2 separate regions of the Rattus norvegicus genome follow, and region 2 is linked to region 1. The links are chromatin contacts, called in public Hi-C maps. All regions are on one chromosome and are shown on one strand. The core of a region is the stretch at or near the end of the contact, and the rest is flanking DNA. Distances in the headings are between cores, read along the strand shown.

Region 1 (7,139 bases), core at 1,905-4,404:
CCTCATCAAAGTATGCGTGTGAACTCCTTGAAAGAGGGGAACATAACATTCAATTGAGATTTTATATGATTGCCTTATAATCATTTCCCCAAGATCTTAAATGATAAAATAATAAGGCATCGTAACAGGCAACCCAAAACACATGACAATATCTTTGTATAACCTCTTCTTCATGTTGTAAGTTCTATACCAGCAGATTTGAAATGAATTTCAAACCAGTGCTACAAAAACTGGAGGGGCTGTTGGTATTATTTCAAAAAGATAGATACCCTATATTTTACCGCAAATGAAATTATCACATGTAACATTTGAGATGCACCAACAGAATTCCAGCTAACAGTATTTATTTTAATAACAACCTTTACAATTATAAACCCTCCTTAAGGAGAGGAAAGAGAATGCGAAAATTAAGCACAGATTACTCAGGTATTCAATCCCTCCTGCCCTCACCTTCATCCTCCAATTTCGAGTCTACAGGGAACACTAAAGTTCTATATATCACTTTTGCAGTTGTTGCTCTCATGCTATATTCATAGGCCATAACATTGACTTTGTAAATGCTGAAGTGCGGCCAGCTGTATTACCATATAGGAAAAAAAAATCAGGTCTCACAAAACTAGAGAAAATTAATTCCTCCAAGTTTAAGTTAGTGTTTTTTGCTTCCGTCTGCAGTTGATCTGTAGTAAGAGTTGCCACCTAGGAATTATTCTGGTAATGTTTTAATCTAATCTGCACAAAAACAGGAAACCCTAGAGGAAGATACGTGTACAAGTGCACACAGAAAGCTGCAGTAGGGCTGGCTGCTGCCTACCTTCCTCCCCATTCTGCCAGAGCCCAGGAGTCAGCACACTTTTTACTACGGGGGGGTGGGGGGAGGAAAAACGACCTCCAAGTAATAAACGGACCGTGATTTTAAACAAGCCAGAGCACCAAAGGGGGTCAAATTACTTTAGATAACTAACCGAAACCAAGGATTCCTACTGTCAGATTCGACACACAATAAAACACTCTCCACCCATAGTAAACGTCAAGAAATTCTACGGGGCCACCGGGTGACTATCACGAAAACATATCCAGCAACTTCACACACCCAACAAGATTTTATGCTTTTGTGTATTTTCATCAGAATTTTTAAAAGTATCATATACTTAAAAAGAATTTCCTCTAACAGAAAATTTTCCAGTAGCCAAAAAAGGGCGAGGCCAAAGAGCCGTTGGTGTAAACTATCTTACGCACATCCTACTTCTGGTGCACCGGAAGACCCCTGCGAGCGAAGCCGCAGCCCCGCACCGTCCCTGTCCCCGCCACGCAGCGGGGCTGCGGGGCGCAGTCCCCACAGCTTTGAAGCTGAATGGCTGACACATCCGGTCCTGGATCCTACAGCATTCCGCCAAACGCTAACTTCAAAGGCGGATTCAAACTCCCAGCGCTCTAGCCTCCGAGGTGCGGTAGGAATTCCCAGGGACACGCAGTGAGGGAAGCCACGGAGTCCCCGCAGACCCGGCGGTCCAGCGAGCCCGCAGCGTCTGCCCGCGTCGCTTTGACAGGCGTTCCCCGCAGTCCCCGGAATCCCCCGGCCGCCTGGGGAGCGTCGCATAAGCCCGGCCCGGTACCTGCGGGCGGGCACGCGTCCCCGTGGGGCCCAGGGGCTCTATCCTGTCACAGGGCGCAGACCCACCGCCGTCACCTCCGCCCTCCGGGCTCCCCACTCACAGCGCGCCGTGGGGGCTCTCAGGACCCGGCCCCGGGAGCCCCGCACGTCCGCGGTTTGCACGCCTGTCACATGTCCGCAAACAATAACAAACTCTCCCGCACGCTCCCGTCCTGTCCCCACGCCGTCCCGGGCGCCGCCCGACCTTCAGGGCTCGGGGGCGCGGGGCCCCACGAGCGGAGCCCCGGGAGCCGCGCTCCGTCCTCGCTTCATTCATTGCCCGCCCGGCCCGGCCCGCCGCTCACCCGGAGGGGGCCGCTGCAGAGGGCGGCTCGGCCCCCGCGGGGCTCCGGGCGCCGCTGTCCCGCGCGGCCGCCAGCTCGGCAGAGTGGGAGCCGCAGCGACTCGCTGCTCCCGGGGGTGGCGGTCCCGCCGCAGGCTGGAAGCCACTCGCTCCTGCAGCCGCGTCCGCGGGCTCCGGCGACGGGGAAGTAGATGGGCAGGGCGGCGAGGCGGTGAGGAAGAGCGGCTGCTCCGGCAGCTGGTCCAGCTCCACACTCCTCACTTTGCGCAGCTGCTGCCGCCGCCAGTCCGCGCGCTCGCGGCCCGCGCTGCCAGTCTCCCGCAGCAGCCCCGCGCCCGCTGCGGGCGCGCCGCTTCCCTGGAGAGCTCCGCCGCCGCCGCCCGCCTCGGGGCTCGCCGCCGCGGCGCCCGGGAATCCCGACGACGAGGCGCGATCGCCCGCCGCCGCCGCCATTTTCTCTCGCGGGCTACATTCGCTCGTGCCTGCGGGGGAGGGAGGGGGCGGGGAGAGCGCGGGGGGCGGGCGGAGCGGCGGGCGCGCGCGCTGCGCCGAGTGCGCGGGCGCGAGCGGGAGCGGGGCCGCGTCTCCTGTCTCGGGAGCACGGAGCGGCGGGCGCGCGGCGCAGGTGGGAGGGCAGGGGCTCTGCTGGGGCCGCGCGGGGCGCTGTGCGCTGCACCCGGGCAGCTGCCAGGTAGTACGGGGCGGGGCAGCGGCTCGGCCGGAGCTCGTCCACCCTTGAGCAAGCAGTAATTGGGGCGTGAGTCCCTGGTGCTGGAAGGGGACGCAAGCCGGAGGACTCACGGTCGGTCACTTCACGCTCTCAGTAGCGGGCGCTGGGGGCCCGGCGCGCACCAGCCTGGCCCGCGCCCGAAGCGCAGGTGGCGCCCGGGACTGTCGCCTGCTGCAGACAGACGCGAAGCCTTCTCTTTGGAAAGCAGACCTCTTGTCCCGCCCTGGTGTCACAAATAACACTACTTAAGATTTCCTGTGCTACCTTGTGCACATCTGAGGCCGCTGGTTTGGGACACCCTCCCTCCTCCCACCGGCTATGCAAAAGGACCAACCCGGGTGCTCTGCCAGAGGTTACTCCCCCGTCTTGGAAAGGCAGCCTCCGACCGAAAGCGGGAGAGCACGTCTAGGGAAAGAGCCAGCGCTCTGCCAGGAAGCGCTGGATCTTGCCATCTTCTACCAGGTCTCCCCACCCCCCTCAGATGCTCCCAGCTGCACGTCCCTCTTCCTGGCAGTCAGGTGACAGGCCGGGTTCCTGGGTCCCCCCTTCCCCCACCGCCGCCGCTCCCAGGTTGTCCTATGTAGCGTCCCTCGCCTCTCTCCTGCCTGGGAGTCTTTTTAGAAAAGGTGCTGGGGATAGAGAAGCTGTAAATATATGGGAATTCCCACCCCACCCCTTTTCAACGGGATGGAGCTGCCATGTCGCCCGTATCTCCCCCTCCTCTGCTACTTCTTTTCCTCCGCCTATTTGTCTAGACTAGGCAATCTTTCAGAACCCCGGACCTCTAGATTTAATTTTTGAAACATTAAGACATGAGGCGTGGGGGAGGGGTAAGAAGGGTTTTCGTCTTACAGTAAAAGGAGAGATCTCGCCTGCATTTAAACAAAAGCCTGAACTATCTCAAAATAATTCATTTAACGTCTCCAAAGTAGATCTAATGAAGCCCTCCTTAGGTGTGTAATGTCAGCTGGAGAGCAAGAAAGGGGTTTTTATTTTTTTTTAAAGGATCCTGACTTCAATGTAAGCTCCGTGTTATGCTGAGTGCTACAACATCTGGCAGGCTATAGTTTTTGATGGTTACATTAAAAGGTACACATTTTGAAAGTTTAGATTAGTCTGTTCAAGATTTGGGTCTCCATTTAGGCTATAATTATATGCTCTTTTAATAGTAGACAAGCGTAACATCCAAACCAAACAGTAGTTATTTCCTAGGTCTTCCTAGATTGCCACACCCACCAAATTCTAAATCGAAAAGGATTAGCTTTTCTGGTTTCTACTGAGATCTAAAATAAACTTTAAATTGGCACACTCATAGTTAGGTACCTGTAAGTGAGAAAAGCCACTGCAGACCCTTCTTAGCCTTTGTCTCTATCTTTGGACCAGCTTTGGAAGTTTGGCCTGAATAATAAAGTTTTTTTTTTTTTAAAGGAAATTCCAGCAAAAAGTGACTTTTGCCTCTTTATTTGTATGGTGTTTGTTTGAAAATGAGGGTGGGCATCAAATGAAGCACAGCTGACTAACTGCCGTGCTCTGGCCTCCACATACCGCATCAGTCTATGAAGACTATTAAGACCTTTTGAATCGCATTTCCTTTTGTCTTTTATGGACATAATTCTGCTGTCATTATGCTCCTATACACAGACACACAGTTTTCTTTCAGAGATAAATAATCAAAGGGCCCAATCGACTAAGGAAGTCAGCTCCCTGCTATATACATCCATATAAAGTCTCCTTTGAAAGCAGTTAACTGGATAGGTCCTACCCAACTTTGTGAGTCGTAGGTATGGTTAAGTGGGCCCCTCCCCATCGACACACACCCACCCCACCCCACCCCACCTCCACCTGGATCCTGGAGCTCTTTGGGTCCTCTGTTGTATTTCTGCAGAAGCACATGCCAAATGGCAGGCTGCTGTAGGCTCCGCCTGCCTTAAAGTGATTCCATTTCCCCTCTTTTCTCCGCAGGTATGGTTCTCATTCCTGCTTGGACTTAAACTTAGCAGTGATTTCCCGTACACTGTAGCAGTTTCAGTAACTTTTACCAGAGCTTTCCAGGTCACCGCTCCCACAGAGTGCTGCCAGGAACGGCCTGGGTCACACTTGAGCTGCTCCACCAAGTTCATTTGGAGGCTAAACACAGGGCATTTCCTCATCGAGCATGAATATCACGATGTTAAGATGAAAAGGCGTATGTACTGGCAGGGTATTCCCGCTCGCATGTCGTTCCGCTCGTATTTACTGAGCGCCTCCTTTGCACACACCAGGTATTCTATTCCCCTCAGATTGTTGTTTTAATAATTGTTATTAATTATTGATATGAATATATAACCAATGTCCTTAACAGTCGTCCTAATCTCATCGACTGTTTTAACGGAATAGAGCGTTTTCACCCTACACATATTTTTATCAGTGGGTATTTGTCAGGCTGGTTGACAGATTTTCAGACCATGGTTGTGTGAAGGTGCTCATGCGAGATCTATGTCTGAGGAAGATAGTTACAAGTAGGAATGAGTGGCTAGAGAGGTGACTCAAGTAAGAGCCTTTGCTGCTTTTCCAGAACATCTGAGCATGGGTTTCTAGCACCCAGCTCACAATCACTTCAGACTCCAGCTCCAGGAAAGCTGACACCCTCTCTGGCTCTCTTGGGCACCTGCGCACACAGCCGTTACATGTGCACACACATAAGTAAAGATAAGACTTAAAAAAGAATATAACCTTGAGGGTAAAACAAAAGCTGGAATTTTTGGCATGCTTATAAATACTTATTTTGGACACTTGCTAGAGAAGTGAAGCTAGGTCTTGCTTTCTTCATGCCCCCCCCCCCCCCCCGGTATCACCAGGTGATTCCAGATGTTTTAAGTCATCTATGGGCACTGTAGGTGACATTAAAGTAGCAAATTTCCTATGTAGTGTCACATGGCCAGCTCATCCAGTTGCACATACTAGCTGATACTGGTGTGCCGGTGTACCATGCAACCTGCTAAGGAAACCCACAGCACAGCAGACACTCACAGCCCGTGCTAGCGTGTCCTTGTATACTGTTCACCCTGGGGGAGTCACAGGGCCCTCGAGAACCCAGTGACGTTGTCAAGCCCAACCACTCTTGTGAAATTTAATAAGACGTCATTCAATTGGTTATTAGATCAATACAATGTGAGTATGAGTGAAAATTGGAAATTGTTCCAACGAAAACTGAACTAAGTGCTTCGAAGAACGAATGGGGTCAGGACATGGAAACCATTCTCTGTCAGAAAGTCATGCTTATGGCCATTATAAGGAAGGTGAGGAAGAGGGTATCCCTCTTTAGACAATTAGACAAATGTACTTTTCAAGTATCCATGGTTGCTAGCTTTAGTGACCGTGCCACTTGCAGACAGGGTGAATTGTGAGGACACATGGAGGTATTAACAGAGGCCCTCTACCCTAAAAAGCAAGGCCCTGTCACCAAATCCCAACCCCACGCCTGCAAACGGAACACAGCAAAGCCTGCTGTTTACACGAGAGTGAAGTGGCTAAGATACGTGTATGCGTGTGATTACCTTTGAGTAAGGCGCGTCTAGGGACTTTTCACGAGTTTACCAGTACCGTAATAGAACCAGTAATAAAAATGATAAAAATAAAACATTTTACGATACTCAAATCAGGAGGTTTTAAGTTTAAGGATAAAGTGAGAATTTATTAATCTTTTCCAAGGTCTAGGGTCTCATGGGGGAGGTAACTCAGGCTGTCCTGAAATTCACTGTGCAGACCAGGCTGGCGTCAAACTCACAGAGATCCACTTGCCTCTGCCTCTGGAGTGCTGGGACTAAAGGCATGGGCCACCGTGTTAGGCTGGAAATTTATTAAGTTTAATCATTCCTCTTAGCAAAAATTTACCCTTTCTAATCTGCCCCAAGTCTTCAAATCGTTTGAATGAGTAACATTGGTTACTGATGTAGAGCGGTTTGTTTGTTGGCTTTGAGAGTCTTGTTTGATAGCCCAGGGTGGGTTCAAATTCCTTATCCTCCTGCCCTCCCCCTTCTAGGTGCTGTAACCACAGGCATCATCATCATGTCCTGTGGTTGCCTTTTTTTTTTTCTTGCACAACTTGAGGCCAAAAATGTGAATAAGGTACACAATATTGGCATCACCGGAAGAATAATATTTAGTAAAATATAATGTAAGGCACATGCAAGCAACATAGAATTTTAGTTTCCTATCACACTTAGGAGTAAGAAAAATGTTAAAATTAATCATCCCAACAATGTATTTTATGCCCTGAATATTTAAATGCATTCACACAGCAAAATATTGCTAATGACATGTGTTATCTTCTTAATTGAAAACTGGTGTAATTTTATGAGCGTTTTATATTTACAGAGCATCTCAAACATCTTAACTTGGACTCCAGAGTTTTGGCCCTCTAGATCGGTGATTTTCAACCTGTAGGGCACATCTCAAATATCCTGCGTATCAGA
Region 2 (6,942 bases), core at 2,237-4,736, 150 kb after region 1:
TATATTGGCCTCTGACTTACATAAGATTCTGAGAACATTTTAGCAATACAGGAACAGACAGGAGTTAATGAGGCATCGTCTCCATCCAGAGCATACCTGCTAGGGAGGAAAAGTGGAAAAAGCCAGTTACGTTGATCTGGAGCTTGGAAAGCCACACATCTTCTGAATGCTTTAATACTCCCAAATCGCCCTGAAGGCGGTTATTATAATGCACCTCCAGGTTCATGTTCTCTTTGTCAATTGTTGCCTTTTCAAGGACCCAGGCAGTGGCTTCGAAAGGAATGCAGTTCCCATATGGTGGGGGGTGGGGTGGGGTGGAGGGGGTTGGGGGGGAAGGGAGGGAGGGAGAGAAAGGGGGGGAAGACGAGTGAGCACATGGGTATGATGAGATTGGAGGAGTCGAAACCCTTGTGTAAAGATGTGATTGTTTAGGTCAGTGCCTTGCTCAGCCGCCATCAGGGACACTTCTGTCTGCAGTAGTGGGAAGCCACACAGAGATCCACAACGGGACGGTGTGCACAGACTTAGAGATTCTGGTGCAGTCGTTCCTAAACTTTATTAAACTTCTCCCTTCAGGGCTCAGGGAGCTGTGCAGAAGAGGAGGCAGAAAGCTTGGAGGAGCCAGAGGTGTTGGAGACACCAGGACACAGGTCCCCCAGACACACCAGGATAGCTGCACATATGAATTCACAGAGTCTGTGGCAGCATGCCCAGGCCTGAACATGTTTGAGTTAGTCAGGGTCCCAGCAGTGAGAGGGGACGTGGACATAAGGCCCCACTCCTAACCAGAAAATGTTAGCTGTCTTCAGTTGAGTCTTACTGGGTATATTAACCACACATTAGAGTAGCCCAGGGCCCAGCAATAGATGGCCAAATGCAGTGTACTTTTTTGTAGACTCTCTGTGTCATGTCGCTTTTATGTTTTTTGGTTTTTTTTTTCCCTGTCAGCCTTTTGCTTGTACATAATGCTTTCTGATGCAGTGATGTTGGTGTGTGTTTCTTGTGCTTTTAATCTTCGTTTTAATGTTTTGCTTTATAGACAGGTGGGGAGGAGGCGAGGAGAGTGTGGTCAGAATATATTACATAAAAATTCTTTTTCAACAACGAAGAAAGACTGAGAATTTTTGATCCTTGCTTTTCCTTTGTGGCTATAAATAGATACCACGGGGCGAGATTAAATGTCGTGGTCCAGGTCACAGAGTAGATGGCAGCCGCTAAACAGGAGTGCTGACGGACTGTCCATGTCCTGAGGTCTGTTATTTTATTCTTGGGACAGCCTTGAAAATCCATCCCATTTGCGACGCTTGGCTTTCTTCTACCTGCTCTCCCCCTCCCCACCAAATCTCCCCGGGCTCTTACCTAACCCAGCTCATCTGTACTGTGCTAATTAAAATAATAACGGCTGCTGTAATAAATACCCTGACTGGACATGGCTTGGCCACTCTCCAGTTGTGAGAGTTTGTTTTGTGCTATTTGTTTGTGGCTGGTATAAAGTCTATAGCGGATATCTGGAGGGACAAGGCTTCATTTGTTCTGCCGCTCCTGTGTCTTCAATTTCTGGCTTCCCATGTTACCCCAGGGCGTCAGAGCACCTTGTCATAAGGAAACAATATGGAAGAAGACGGCTGAGTTCAGGTGGACCATTGAGCGCCTACTCTGGAGGTGACCTCTGTCCTTCTGTTCGAGTTACCTTGCCTGGAACTCAGTCCCGTGGCCACGCCTCACTACACAGTGGCTGGCTGCATCTCCAGGAAAAAGAAATGGGCTTGTTGTCTGCCCAGACTCCCTGACTTGTTCCTCTCTCCGGCTTTGGTTTCTGCCACTCGTTTGCCTTTAGATGGTTGTTCAGGGATTCCTTGTCCAGCCCCTGCTTCTTTGAGGCTCCTGTTCCGGGCACATGTTCTGTGGGAGCCCCGGAACCCTGAGCCTTTTCCTGTCTGTTGAGTATCGCTTCTCTGGCACCTTGCTTCCCCGTCTCCTGACGGCTGTCACTACACTGCACTAGACAGAAGAACTCAGCCCTCTGTGTGCTCCATCACATCCCCAGTGTCCTGCTCTCTGCTTGCTTCTCCCTTTCAGCAGCACCTGAAGCAGCAGCTCTGGACCTGACCTCAGCACTCTGTGTACTTAATTCACCCTCAGTTTTGCTGTCCTTTCTGCCCCACTGAAACCCTTGCCCAAGCCCTGATCATCAACACCTCTAACTTTTCAATCCCCAATGATTCCAAACAGGCTTTGGGCTTAGGTTTCCCTTTTCTCTAAAGATGGCCCCAAGCTTCTGCTCATGGTCTCGGAACTTCTCCATTTCTTTACTCTTAGCCACTCTCTAGATGACTCCTCATTCAGGGCCCTTTCCTACACTTAGTACGAAAGACAGGCGTTGTCGGCGGTGCCATTTCACCTATAAAGAAAAACATCTGCAGGGACTTTCAGGCCACAGAATATACACAGGACAGACTCACTGTAAGATAAACCGAAGCCCACAAGCTTTCAAGGTTCTTCTAGCGCTCCATTTCTCCCCCACTCTGTATTGCTTGTCCTACCGAGTCTGTTCCCACACTACTTCAGTCTCTCATCTCTGATGCTCTGTCTGCTCAGAATCATTGAGTCTCTACCTGCTAAGCTTGATGCCACCTTGAGTGGAACACCCCTTGAAGAAGTAAGAAGATGCAGAATGGCTGAAACGTTGAAATAATGAACAGGGTTTATTTTATTTTATTTTATTTTTTTTTTTTAATTATCCTCCGTTTGGGTAGGGGGAGGGGGAGGTAGTACTTGGGAATCCAACCCAGGGCCAGTGCTAGGCAAGGGCTCTACCACTGTAACATATGGCCATTCACCCGTAGATTTGTGGACTGCTTTAAAAAAGTAATTAATTTTTTATGATATGGAAGTAGAGATATCAAATAAATCAGGTAATAATCACCAGTGAAGCCAGCAGTACTTTTAGACCCAGTCGGTTAAAAAATTGTGCTTGGACTTGTGAACCAAATGAAGGATCAACAAAGGGAACGTCTGATAAGAAGACTTGACGTGATGTATGGGGCTGGAGAGATGGCTCAGTGGTTAAGAGCACTGACCGCTCTTCCAGAGGTCCTGAGTTCAGTTCCCAGCAACTACACAGTGGCTCACAGCCATCTGTAATGGGATCTGATGCCCTCTTCTGGTGTGTCTGAAGACAGCGACAGTGTACTCAGATACATAAAATAAATCTTAAGAAAAAAAAAAAGAAGTCTTGATGTAGCAGGAGAGATGAGATCAGGATTCAACCAGTGATGATGAAGTGGGGGTGTGGGGGACAGGTAGCACAAAGGCTACCTGTCACTTCCGATGACTGCTAGTAAGAACAAACCAAGTTGGAGAGGCTGAAGGTGGAGTTTGATTATCATGACTAATTGACAATTAATATAAGCTGTGACGTGGTCCCTGCCTCTGGAGAGTTTACTGCCCAGCAGAGAGAGAGAAAGCCGCCAGGCTCATGGCTATACAAATAGCTCTTTGACAGGAACAATGAATACTGGGAAGGAAAAGTATGAAGTGTGTGAGATTGTGTAACGGGGAGATGGCGAAAGGGTCTGCGGCCGAGGGGCAGGATGTGGGACAAATGCCACATCCCTCATCTGGAGGCCCCGGAACCAAAAGGATATGCCCCCAGCAGATTCTAGAGTGTTTACATATGCATAATGAGACCTCGGTCAAAGGGGCCTAAACCTAAGCAAAAAGTGTGTGTGTGTGTGTGTGTGTGTGTGTGTGTGTGTGTGTGTGTGTATGGAGAAGTAGAAGGTAATTTTACATAATAGTTTCAGTGTGTCTGACTTTTGACTGCAACCAGTCAATGGAAGTCAAATGTGGAATTACCCGCTTGCAGCTCATTGTTAGCACTCTAAAGACTTCCGATGTGAAGCATTTTGGGTTTCAGGTTTCTAATTGGGGATGCTCACCTCTGCTGGGAGATGATGTGAAGAAAGAAGAAAACATGGAGGCATACAGAACGCAGTGCAGGAAGAAGAGAAGACAGCAGAGATGGACCAGTTGTGTGCTGGGAGCGTCTCTTTGGATGTCAGAGGTCTGAACTTGACTTGTTAGGCCATAAGGAAAGACAAAGGTCAAGGTTGTCCCAAGGGACCCTGGTGACAAAGGCCAAAGCAAAACCACATGAGAAAGAATTACAGGGCTTTTGTTTTTGTACAGAAAACCATGTCAACCACTGTGGACGGCCGGATGCGATATGGTGAGCCAGGGAGCGGCTGGGCTCATGGTACCCAGCCATGTAAGCTGTCCATGTGCTGTATGACTCAATGTCTCGCTCTGTTTGCTTGTCTCATATCTCACAAGGCAAGAGGTAACGGGGCAGGCAACACAGGGGGCGGGGCTTTCACATCCTATAGAGCCTGTAGGTTAAAGCTGGGTGCTCTCCAGCAAGGTCCAGTCAGTGCGAAGAGTAAAGGAATAAGGTACTCAGCGTGGACAGGGCAGCCGACTGGCCATCCCATAGGTCCTAGGGTTGTCTCTTTCCTCATCGCCCTCACCGGCATTGGTTCAGCCAGGGTGAACTTGGTTGGGTTTTGGCACAGCTCACCCAGAAGTTTAGAAGTGAGGCTCCCTACAGCATGAAGGAGGCTTGCCTCACCAGAGCCAGTCTCCAGGCCTCCCTGGAGGTTCTTTTTGAACGTCTTTAGTAAGCTTCCACGTGGCACACAGACCCTGTTAGCCTCTTAGCACATTTCTTACAAATCAAACCCACTGGTGGGCAGAGCAGGAAGATGTCTGGCTGCCATCCAGACAGTAAACAATAGAGGCAATTATTACACAGCCATTAATCTTGTCAATTACACATTAACCCAGGCGGTGGGTGTAAAGGGGAGTACAATCTTCATATGTGTGTGTGTGTGTGTGTGTGTGTGTGTGTGTGAGTGTGTGTGTGTGTGTATGTGTGTGTGCGTGTGTGTATTTACTTTTATTCATCATGAAAGAGAAAAATTTAAAAAGGACTGTATTTCTCTACTCTCCCCAGCTTCTCCATTTGTGGAGACAATCGTACCACTCTGAAAATTCCTCTAGCAAGTAGGTTGATTGTATCTTTCAATGTTTTCTTCCTGATGGCTGATAACGCAATCCTGCTGAGCATTCAGGAAACTGATTGTGTTGCTTTCTGTAAATCCACTACAGTTCCTCTTTCACTTTGAATGCTTCGGCCACGTGGTCTATATTAATATAAATACTAGCCTGACTGGATGATACAATGATTCGTAGCTCGAAGCAGGGCTTGGAATTCTTTTCTCCCGAGTCTGTTTATAAAGGACCTTCTTTCTGTTCATCTTTGAGCAGGTGTTACCAAAAGACATCCTCGCCCATTTGAAAACCTACGGCACTTGGCTTTGTAGTCTAAGGAAATGAAAATATTAACAATAGGGTGCACAGTCTAGAAACAGCTACATGCGTCCTTATTGGGGGTGGTGGTGAGGAGGCAGTTTCTCTTCAGACTCTTTCTCTAAACACTCACACCCCTTCAGTACTCTTGACCCTCTCATCCTCCTTCTCAAAAGCAGCTCTAAGAAATGACCCACATCAAGCCATTTATTTCTTCAAGGACAGTAATGAGCCTAAAGAAAACCTGTTCTGACCCCGTTTCTGTTGCCAACCTTATCTTTAATGATGGAATGAGAGGAATTTCAGGTATTGGATAATAAACCAAAGTTGAAGTTTTTAAGTTCTGTTCACACGGTGCTCAGACAAATGACTTTCTATTGGCAGGAAGGGCAATTTTCAGTGGGCACGAGTCACGATTTGAGTGGCTGCTTTCAGCTCTCTCTCCTCTTTGTGGAAGCAACGGCAGAGGGCAGGGAATGAGGGCGGGATGACAGGGTGAGTAGAAGAGAATGCCTAAAACATTACCAAGACATTTGAGACCTATTTAAGTAGAGCCCTAATGCCTGGCAGGTCAGAAGACCCAGGGATGTGGAAGGACAGAAGTATCTGTTCACAGCGAACATCATTTCTTCCTTGAGATGCCAAGAGAGCACCTGAGGAGAGTCCCCCATTTTCTAGGGCATGGGGGCATCTTAGAATGAAGTCCTGCTTGACTAACTGTCAGATTTGGTTCACCAACGTAGAGATGTACAAGGTGTTCATTAGACTCACCTTGATCCAATCTCTAGATCTAATAAATGTTAACGACATTTATTCTGGATCTTGGGTTTGGTAGCATGAGAGGGCTGACTCATCACTGAGGTCCCCTGAAGCTCTAAATTCCAGTGCTTTTTGAAATCTATGAAACTAGATTAAGTGGTGAAATTTGATATAGTGTTATTCGAACTGAAATGCTTAGCTTAGGACACTGTCAAAAAGTAAGAGGCCAGAGCGCAAGGGATAGCAGTCATTTCTCATGGCTTGCTTCCTCTTAAACTGGAGCAACTACAGAGTCAGAGGAAGACGTAGAAACTGCCGGTGGCAAATCGATACCAACAGTATTGTCAGCACACAGATCAGGAATACGTGGTTAGAAGGGTGGGGGAGGACAGAGAGATTCTGGGAATACTGCAGGAGTGTCAGTGTCTTCTAATGGTGGTGAGTTGATCTGAGAAGACGTGGGTTGTCCTTTGATTAGATGATTAAACATTTAAGCCACGGGAGAGTTACTCAAAAAATGAAACTGCAACTCAGCAGCTCTGGGGTGATCAGAGTATTTATTTCGCAGGCAGCTGGTTTCAGAACCTCAGGGAGAAGCTGTTCCATAAGCACCAGGTCTCATAAATCAATGAAGGACAATAGGGAAATTTAGAAAGGATGATTCTAGAGTTCACTGGGGTTTCTTTCAGGCAGAGCATTTCTATCTTCAATAACATCGTAGATACTTCCTAAAGAATCCCATTTGGTAGAGGAGTAGCCTTCATCCTAATAGGCTAGTTATCTATAATTCATTGATAATTGACAAAAATCTCT

The links. Hi-C and Micro-C count contacts between places; a contact is called where the count stands out from the background.
Region 2: a contact with region 1 is called in a Hi-C map of Schwann cells, with 4 times the contacts expected there. The contact joins the enhancer-like site here to the promoter of Map3k1 in region 1. A contact is called at or near these places in 5 of 12 Hi-C or Micro-C datasets (Schwann cells, kidney, liver and 2 more).

The regions. Positions count from the first base shown.
Region 1 is chr2:45,144,864-45,152,002 of GRCr8, forward strand. Map3k1 (mitogen-activated protein kinase kinase kinase 1) reads right to left here and starts at 3,155. Exons shown (of 21, transcript NM_053887.2): 1 at 3,020-3,155; 2 at 1,957-2,908. The coding sequence starts at 2,408.
Region 2 is chr2:45,291,260-45,298,201 of GRCr8, forward strand. No RefSeq gene overlaps it. Among named protein-coding and RNA genes, the nearest start is that of Map3k1, 150 kb to the left of the region's middle. Within about 2 kb of position 3,487, at least 5 of the 93 cell types and tissues checked have an H3K27ac peak or open chromatin away from gene starts, as enhancers often do. A contact at or near this core is called in Schwann cells and liver, where this site is marked.